Linked DNA regions of Mus musculus: region 2 is linked to region 1. The links are chromatin contacts, called in public Micro-C maps. All regions are on one chromosome and are shown on one strand. The core of a region is the stretch at or near the end of the contact, and the rest is flanking DNA. Distances in the headings are between cores, read along the strand shown.

Evidence for each region. A called contact is a pair of places that touch in the nucleus more often than the background predicts.
Region 2: a contact with region 1 is called in a Micro-C map of muscle stem cells, with 2.9 times the contacts expected there. The contact joins two enhancer-like sites. A contact is called at or near these places in 2 of 484 Hi-C or Micro-C datasets (both in muscle stem cells), 4 of 115 datasets of contacts at active chromatin or transcription factors (acute myeloid leukemia, embryonic stem cells and pancreatic cancer cells) and 1 of 9 other capture datasets (embryonic stem cells).

What each region holds. Positions count from the first base shown.
Region 1 is chr13:109,240,698-109,245,151 of GRCm38.p6, forward strand. The region is part of intron 3 of Pde4d (phosphodiesterase 4D, cAMP specific); the gene reads left to right. Among named protein-coding and RNA genes, the nearest start is that of Mir582, 82 kb to the right of the region's middle. Within about 2 kb of position 1,899, at least 92 of the 459 cell types and tissues checked have an H3K27ac peak or open chromatin away from gene starts, as enhancers often do. A contact at or near this core is called in muscle stem cells, where this site is marked.
Region 2 is chr13:109,662,641-109,667,624 of GRCm38.p6, forward strand. All of the region lies in intron 3 of Pde4d (phosphodiesterase 4D, cAMP specific), which reads left to right. Among named protein-coding and RNA genes, the nearest start is that of Gm32703, 220 kb to the left of the region's middle. Within about 2 kb of position 3,336, at least 39 of the 459 cell types and tissues checked have an H3K27ac peak or open chromatin away from gene starts, as enhancers often do. A contact at or near this core is called in muscle stem cells, where this site is marked.

The DNA of each region.
Region 1 (4,454 bases), core at 649-3,148:
CACACCACTGGAGCAGTTCCCATCGCCGTCCATCTAACTTTTTCCGGGACCTCCTAAAGATAGCTCAACGTTCCCAGTTCAGGTTTGAGGGCCTTATGCTCTCCCACCAGACCCAAGCCAGACTCCCCAAGGCTTAGGAGGCCATGGCGCTACTCAGACACTACCATCCCCCACCTCTTCCTTCCCAGCACACCTTGCTTCCATTCCGCCTCTGCGCCAGTACGCATGAGCATTTCTCTTTCTCGTCGTGTCTGTGCCAGATTCTGTCCAGTGTCACTACACTTGGTGCTCTGTGCTCTCCCCATGTCCTCCTGTGGGGTCATGCGTTCAAATCTCAGCTGCTCCTGTGTCCTGTGCAGGGTGACCTTTTCCTTCAGACAGCTAAGACTTGGTTACTGGGCTAAGCACCATGTGCCTGGCTCATTTCTCCACACAAGGAGTAGTTTCCAGAACAAAACACTAAACCTTAGAATGGCCAGTCACCAGACCTTTTCAAAAACTATCCTCTAAATATTCCGAGTCTTTTTTTTTTATTTTTACATTAATATGCATTTTAAAAAATTGTTTTAAAACCCTCAAATTATTTTTAAAGGTCTTCCATTTGCTCTTTTTTCTATTGTTGTACGTGTTGGTTTTTCTACATAGCTAGTTGCTATAGGTGAGTGTTAGACTGTGCATACTAGTGTTACATATTTAACTCAGCCTATATTTCTTCCAGCGGTTATGATTTGTATCATCTCCTAATTCAGTCTGTTAGTATCATTCCAAACTCTGGGCTTGACATGATGCATTTGGAAGATGAATCTTAATGTTCTTAACCATCAAATGAAAGTTACCTGCCTATACACACAGCTCTTCTATTTCAATTAGTGTAGCTTCTGTAGTCCTTTAATGACATCTGCATAAAGAAGGGGTGTGCATATAAGGCAGGAGTCAAATACAAATTTTAACTGCTAACTGGTATACTTCTTTATTATCACTTCAAACTTATCATTAAAAAATAGAGTATATAAAAGATTAATTGTAGACTTTAAAGTACAGTTAAGTATAATCTGGTTCAGTGACCTGGTTAAATCCTTGATCCAGGCACTTGTCCATTTCCATAGGAGCACTTTGTCATTTCATTCTGGATATTCTAAAAATAATATAAGCATTAAGCTCAAAGAGGTAACTCACAAACTTTGCCTCATGATAAGGATGGCAAGAGAGTTAACCAAAGGGGTAGAGACTATAGTCCTAAGTAAAGGAGGTAAATAATCCCAGAGCAAGTAACATTAAAACACTGTCTTAAGAATGAACAAAAATTCAACAAAGAAAGAAATGAGTGACTGGGTAGAAGAGGTGACAGCCTTCAAGGTGCGGGGCTTGTTGGGAATGGAGATTTCGACAGCTGTAGAACTCAAGGGCGCGCTATTTGGTCTGTGAGCCTACAGTGAAATTCTGCAGATGTGAGTCTAGTAATGATAGGTGTAGGAGCATAAGAAAATACATGTATATTATCTACCATGAAAAAAAAAATCAAGTCTGTTCAAGTAGGGGATGGTATGTTTTAGAAAGACAGGTTTGTTAAGATCACGGAAGACAGATGTTTGAGCCAGGGGAACGAGGGAACATCTTTCTGTGTATGATAAAAGATTTTATTATTAAAGTACATAACTTGTGAAAAGATATATATAAGACCTGGTCAGTTCATTGTAACTTGTCTTATTTTTTTAAATAAGTAAATTTGATTATATCTTTGATTCTATAGATAAGTAGGAAAAAATGTTGGACAAGGAGAGCAATACCTCTTTACTTGGGTTTTGTTTGCCTGTTGGAAGGTTGTGATCCAAAGCTAACTCACTCTCTCACCAAGCCTGTGTTTCTCTGGACTCAGTTTCAAGGGAATACCTCAGGCTTTGGTCCACTCACAGGCCACTTGTGAGTCACAGTCTGAACATGAGGAAATGCTCATTTACTTTTGCGTAGTCATGGCCATGAGACCTTTTTTGTCATTGTTGAAAGTACTGTTCTCTGAGGAGGTTATTTTCTGCCACAGGCAGGGAGCTGAATGTCACAACCCAATTCCAAGCGCTCCCTCGCCGTCCTGATAGCCTGGGGAAGCTGAGGTCTCACATCAGCCTGGAGCACACAGGCTTCATGTGATGGAGATCGGCTCCGTTAATTAGCTGTTTCGGGATTCTTAATGCCCGTGGCTTTGGAAACACTTGTTAACCCAGAGAGGGAGGAGACAAGCTGGAAGCAGCTGGATTCCAGCCTGAATGTATTATAGCTCATTTCAATAACACCTGATCTTTCCAAATCCATGTTCGGGATCTGTTGGAAATTATAGTTGACTTAAGTTGTTCTCAGTGATGCATCCAGGAGATTGCAATTCAAGGCTTCTTGAAGCCACAGAAACAAGAGAGCAGCAGAAAAGAACTGATTAGTGGAACTTTCTGAACATACATGTGCCATTTTCCAGTGGCTGGAAAACAGATATTAAGGGAGAGGGAGAGAGAAGCCACAGGTTATGCAGGGTACCCAGGAGTTTGTGTTTCTGTCTTAACCAAACCGAGAGCCACTTCTCTACCACTGCACACTGCAATCACTGCTCAAAGCTGGCATTCAACAGACTCATAATTCCTCTGAGTACAATTCTCTTGGCATAACCTGACCAACCACATAAAACCTAATGAAGAAAACAACCGTTGTCATGGGCAACCAATGCAGGAATTGCATCACAAGCAAACCACATACTTTCTGTCCTACCGAAGGCTGGAGTCCTGCACAAAGCAAGGCAGTGTCCTTTGTGAATGGGATTAAACCATTTTAAGTACATGTGTAAAGTTACAGTGAAGCCCCTGATTTTGTATCTGGGATCGAAATATAATTACTATATCCCCAAGCCCCCACATCTAAAAGAGCTATATAAAAATACCTACATCAAATTTAAGAAAAGAAGCAAAGTAGAATTATGCTTCCATTTTTCCCATAGAACCCACTGCAAACTAATCTGTTTCAAGATAACACTTAAAACAGCCACCCCTCTGTTGCCTGGATATAAATAATGATTCTACTCTCTCATATTCATCTTCTGGACTAACCCCGAGAAGTCAAGGTGGGTCTCAGTGGCTCACCACTCCTGACTGCTGTGTGGTGGGTCACTTTCTGAGATGCCAGTGGCCCTGTGTTGTTTTGACATTTGCATACAATAGATTCCTGGAAGCCACTAAGTGTTCGGTGAGTATTTGTTGACTGAATAACTGAATGGGTGATGGGAAGGCCCGCTTTAAAGTTAGTCTAGTAAAAATTTTACCATAAAGAATTATCTGAGGCCTGGAGAGATGGTTCAGCGGTTAAGAGACTGACTACTCTTCCAAAGGTCCTGAGTTCAAATCCCCGCAACCACATGGTGGCTCACAAACATCCGTAATGAGATCTGATGCCCTCTTCTGGTGTGTCTGAAGACAATTACAGTGCACTTAGATATAATAATAAAATCTTTAAAATAAAAAGGGAGTGGGGTGGGGATTTAGCCCAGTGGTAGAGTGCCTGCCTTGCAAGCTCAAGGCCCTGTGTTTGGTCCTCAGCTCTGGAAAAAAAAAAAGAAAAGAAAAGAAAAGAAAAGAAAAGAAAAGAAAAGAAAAGAAAGCAGTTCTTAGTTCTTAGTACTTAGGTCAGCCTGGTCAACATAGAAAGTCCGCGGCCATCCAGGGTTACACACATCAGGACTCTGTCTAAAGAATTATCTGGTAGTCACAAACAAAAGCTGAATTTCCTTGAACTTGATAACAGCCATTCCCTGCCATACTTTCATTCATTTCCTTTTATCCTTACTAAAGAAGAAAATATGGCTGTAGGAAATGAATAATTTGTAGCCCACTCAGAGACCAGAATGCTTTTGTGGCAAGTAAAAAAAATCCAAAATAGTGTTTCCTTTTGAATGCAACCCTATAAAGACTTGAATTGGGTGCCATAAATATTAATGTGAATATTTTAAAACTCCTTTACTTTCTCTTTATTTTTTACAATTATATATATATATGTATAATTATATATATAATCACTAAATAGTGTGTATATATACATATACACAGACATATATACAATATCACACGTACACATATATATATTCACAGATGTATACACATATATGCATATACATACACATATAGTGTATCATGGATACCCTCTTCACTCTCCTTTCTTGTCTCCCCCCTCCCTGAACCCTTTCATCTTCCCAATTATTCTCTCTCTTATTTCCTTTCTTTTTTAAATCTAATTTTATTGTTTTGCTTATTCACTTTACACCCCAGCCCTCACTGCCTTCCTCCTAGTCACCTTCTCCCATAACCCTTCCCCCAACTCTATCTCCCCTTCTCCTCTGAGGAGGTGAGGCTCCCCTGGGTGTTCCCTCACCCTGGCACTTCAAGGCTCTACTAGGCTGGGTGCTTCCTCTCCCACTGATGCCA
Region 2 (4,984 bases), core at 2,086-4,585, 420 kb after region 1:
AAGACTCACAATGGAAAAGATAAACACACACAATACAGCGATTGGACTCTATCGGCAGAGCAACTAGAAGTTACCCGGCAAGTATTAGAAATTTTAAGAGACTTATCTGAGATCCCTCTGACAAAAACACACAAACAGAATTATGGCTGTATTTTCATAGGACCAATCTAAAGCCAGGGATAGCTATGCCATTTCCATGATTTTTCCCACCATGGATGGAAAATTCCTGTCAACTGAGCCAGTGTCTACAGACTGTGCGCAAATGTCTGTTTCCTTGCCACAACTGAGTGTGTGAAACTCTTCTCAATTGGTGAAATCACCATGAAAGGTCAGGAGATTCAGGTTACAGGCATGACAGGATCCAATTGCTTCCAAAGTACTATACCAGGAGGATAAACGTTTCCTGACTTTAACACCAAGTTAGCATTTCAAGTTTTCAGAGTTTTGAGTCACGTCCAACTCATTTTGTTTTAAAGATTATTTTCCTTGGGGGGGGGGGGGCGGTATGCCTTAATACGATGAAGAAGATATATTTGGATATGACAGAGATGTAGAGACAGTGCCTAGCATCCTGTAATGAACAACCTCCCTCTTTACAATTGGAACACCTGGGGAACGGCGATTCAAAATATGTATCTTTCATATTTGATAACCTATTCTTTTGCCTGTATATTGTCTTAACTAACAAGTGCCTTAAAATGACATAAGAGGTGTTTTTTTTTTTAATTGTCTTTTCAAGACAAAGGAGGAAGCATTTCCTAAGTATTTCATTACAAAATAAATAATGAGAAAACAATTTGTTCCCGTGTAGGTTGAGTTAAAATGCCTTACATCAGCAAACATCTTGTGAAATGAAGAAGGTTGAGTTTATTGGTGACTTCATTGTTAATTATATAAATAAAAAAAAACATTCAAACATTGTGGAAGAATAAATAAAGGCAAATCATCTCGTCTGTATTTCCACGACATTAACATAATTATGTGTAACAATCCCCTTAGTCCTTTATGCATATTTTCTGTATGTGTAAATTATAATTTGTGAACCTTGAGTGCAAGAACAAGTCTTTTTTCTCCTTTTAGAACCTTTTTGGTTATTTTCTTTAATAGATTCTTTGGCATATCTGTAACAGTGTTAGCCTAACTCCATAGCATACATGACAGCAGTGGATGCAAGGATCTCTTTGTCCTGCGTTCAAAGCAAAGTGAATTCCTAGAGCTTTGAAATCTCATCCCCTCCATGAGCTTCATAGCCTTCTAACTGAAAAGTGCCTGTCTCTCAGCGTGGGATTTTACTAATTTGTTCAACTGTTTTCTACCTCAGTCTTCTCAGGTGTGAAACGTAGGTAACATGTATAGCATGTGATAGGTGGCTGTGTAGGTGTTAGTGCTGTCTTAATCTCAAACTTTCTCCAATATTATAAAAAACACTGCTTTGAAACAGTCACTAGCTTTATCGACTAACCATGTTATAATTGTAAAAGTGCTTTCCAAGGTGTTTAGCATCAGTGCATTAGGAAAGCCATCTCTTTCTCCACCATTCAACAGAACTCAACTACTCCAGCTAACTGGTAGAGAAATAATTGTCTTATTGTCTTTTAAAGCCCCATTTGACACTGTCATACACATATATAATGTACTTTATACATATTAACCACTGTCTCTCTCATTTTTCTGTTTTCTACTGGGTCCTGTTTAATAGCCACCTTCCTATTTTTCTAAAATCTAACATATTGGAAAATATGATTTTTTTTCTGAGTCTGATTTTTCCCCCTTAGCATAATTATCCTCAGTTTTATCCAATTTCTTACAAATAACTGTGATGGCCAGGCGTGGTGGTGTATGCCTGTAATCCCAGCACTTGGGAGGCAGAGGCAGGTGGATTTCTGAGTTCGAGGCCAGCCTGGTCTACAAAGTGAGTTCCAGGACAGTCAGGGCTATACAGAGAAACCCTGTCTCGAAAAACCAAACCAAACCAAACCAAACCAAAACAAAACAAACCATGATGGAGCCGGAGAGATGGCTCAGCAGTTAAGAGCACATAGGTCCTGAGTTCAATTCCCAGGAACCACATGGTGGCTCACAACCATCTGTAATGGGATCTGATGCCCTCTTCTGGTGTGTCTGAAGAGAGCAATAGTGTACTCACATACATAAAATAAATAAATAAATCTTTAAAAAAAAAAAAAAACCATGAAGGGACTCATTCCTATTTTTGCTGAACAAAGTAACACTGTTGCCTATACACTACATTTCCTTAGTTCCTAGTCTGTTGAAAGGAATCTAAGATGGTTTCCATATCTTCTCTGTTAGAAAGCCTGTTGTGATAAACGTGGACTTAAATGATCTTTGTGTCGTTCTGACTTATAATCATTCAGGTTTATACCCAGGACTTGTAGGACTCGTGCTGCTGGATATGACATTCTGGTATTAATTTCTCGGGGAGGGGGGGGGGCTCCATGCTGGCCAATTTACATTCCTATCAGCTGTGTCTAAGGATTCCTTTTTCCCAGCATCCTCGCCAGCTGCTGTCCTCCGTCTGGATGATAGCTGCTCACTGGAGTGAGACAGGAGCTCAGCATGATTAGCCTCTTCCCAATAGGGATGTAGAAGGGGAAAGATGTAGGACATCTCTCATATATTTACTGTGTCTGTACTTAGAAGACGTGTCTTTAAAGGAAGTAAGACTGGAGACAAACAAAATTCTGAACATTCTTTCATCTGATTTCCAAGACTTCCAGGCCAGACAGCACAGGCACTCATGTGCTTGGGTGGAGTGACAGAGTCAAGTGTTATGACAAAGGGCCTGTGACAATCTGAAGGTAGGATGAACAGTGGAGCCTAGTCCAGACTGCTTCTGGCTCTGAGAATATTAAGCATCGTGACCTTAGGGGAACCTGTGTGAACAAAATTAAGGGAAATGCTTTGGGCGGCTTTAGAGTTTTTCATTTCCTCCCAGCAATGCACAGCCTGCCCTCGTCTCCCAACATCTTGATGGGTGTTCTTGTAGAGTCTTCCTGCAGGTTCACTGCCCCATGTCTGGAAAGGTCAGATCATGCACACAAGGAACAGAGATGTTCTGAGTCATTTGTGCATACAAAAGAAGATTCTGCCAGACATAATTTATCTCTGTTTGCCTGATAGGGCTGTGGCCCTCCCTTTGTTAGACCAGTCTGCCTATAATTGTGAATGTCTCGAAATGTGCAGAAATGTAAAATGGTATAAACCTAAAAGATATGTCCTAATAGAGAAGGCTATTGCGGGAGTCTGCTAGTCCCTGCCTAGAATGGCTATCTAAGTACAGCAGTGAGCTCATTGATTTTGATAATGGGTTGAAAAGTTAGCTGGCCTCCCTCCCACAAACCGAAGAAGGCAGATAACGCTTGCATATGTACACTGTTTGGCCTCTTCTACTGACGGGTGTGAATATGTTTGCTCTGGGAAGGGCCTTCTAAAACCCTTCTTTGGCAGGGGTCTTTGCTTTGACAGGGTGCCACCATGCCAGGGACTTCTCCCAACACCCAGGCAGTTTCATAAACATCACCTTTGGCTCAGCCACACACAGCTGTTTAGAGGCAGCTGGCGTGTGGACTGGAAATGCCATCAGCTACTATATCTCAAGTAACCAGCATGGAGTGACAACTGAAGGAGACGATGTGTGCCTTTATACCGAGGCCACCATCAGTGTCTCTTGAGTGACCGTAGTCTAGTCACCAGCGTAGACTGAGGCAGGGAGGCAAGATTTGAACCTGGCATGAACTAAGCCACGGAGGTGTCTAAGAAGGGGTTTTTCCATTTCTCCACTTCTGTCCATCTACAAAGGAGCAGAAACTTCCAAGCTGCTAAAGAAGGGAGGTAACCTGTCCTTATTATAGCATATTTACCTCCGTTGGGCTCAGTGCTGAGGTTACAGCAGCCATCAACAGGAGTTGAGCAGACCCTTCTTCAAACATCATTTTGAAGCCATAACATAAGGAATAGTCACAAGTATTACACAGAAGAACTTTGGGTAAAGAGCCAAATGGGTTCAATCAATGTTTTTTTTTCCCCTTCCATCTCATCTAGTTAAACCAACCAAATTACTCATTCAATTAGTTACTCAGAGTTCTGGCTAACGCTTAGGGAGATACTAGCAATAAGGGATTTTAAAAATCAAAGTCCAGTCTACTTGGGCTGGTTTTATGTAGGCATGATGGAATAGGTACCCAATTTTATCACAGTTCATTCTCTGACTCAAAGATTTTTCTCCTGCAAAGACCTGAAATAGTAACAATGACAAATTAATCCCCCTGTGCCACGTTACTGCTTTTTTCATTATATATGCCATTAAAATATAAAATGTTGCACAAGGAGATAAACATGAGCTCACCGATGCACTAGCCACTCACCGCAAATGAGTTTCTTAAAGATTAATAAAAGCCTCATACTAGTCTTTAACGGTGCTGAAGAAAGAAACCTTGTAGTGTAACTACTACCTCAAACCCCAAATTATTTTCTTTGGCTTTCACAGAATTTGTAGCACTAGGCATGTTTTTGGAATTTTGAATTAAGCCACCCCTTAAAACAGAAAAATCTCATCATTTCTTCACAGATGGGAAAAGTTAGCTATATTGGTCTATTCTGGCAGAGGAAAAGAATAGGCTAAATGTCAGTTGCTATGACTTGAGTTTTGTATTTTCAGTATGTCCCAGTGCCACCATCCTGACACTGAGGATAAAAATGAATCGGCGTCTGTTGTCACTCTTAACCTGTTTGGGTTTCCCACATACATGCTCTGCATGCCTCATCCCTTCACTGTAGTGGTCTTCCTTCTGCGATAGGGGTGCAGGACAATCCTTAAAGATACTACTGTGCCTGGCCCAGGAGGTAGTGGGGCATGCATGCCTGTAATTGCAGAACTAGGAGGCAGAGGCAGGCAGGTATCTGTGAGTTTGAGGCACTTCTGGTCTACAGAGTGAGTTCCAGGAAAGTCAGGGCTACTACACTG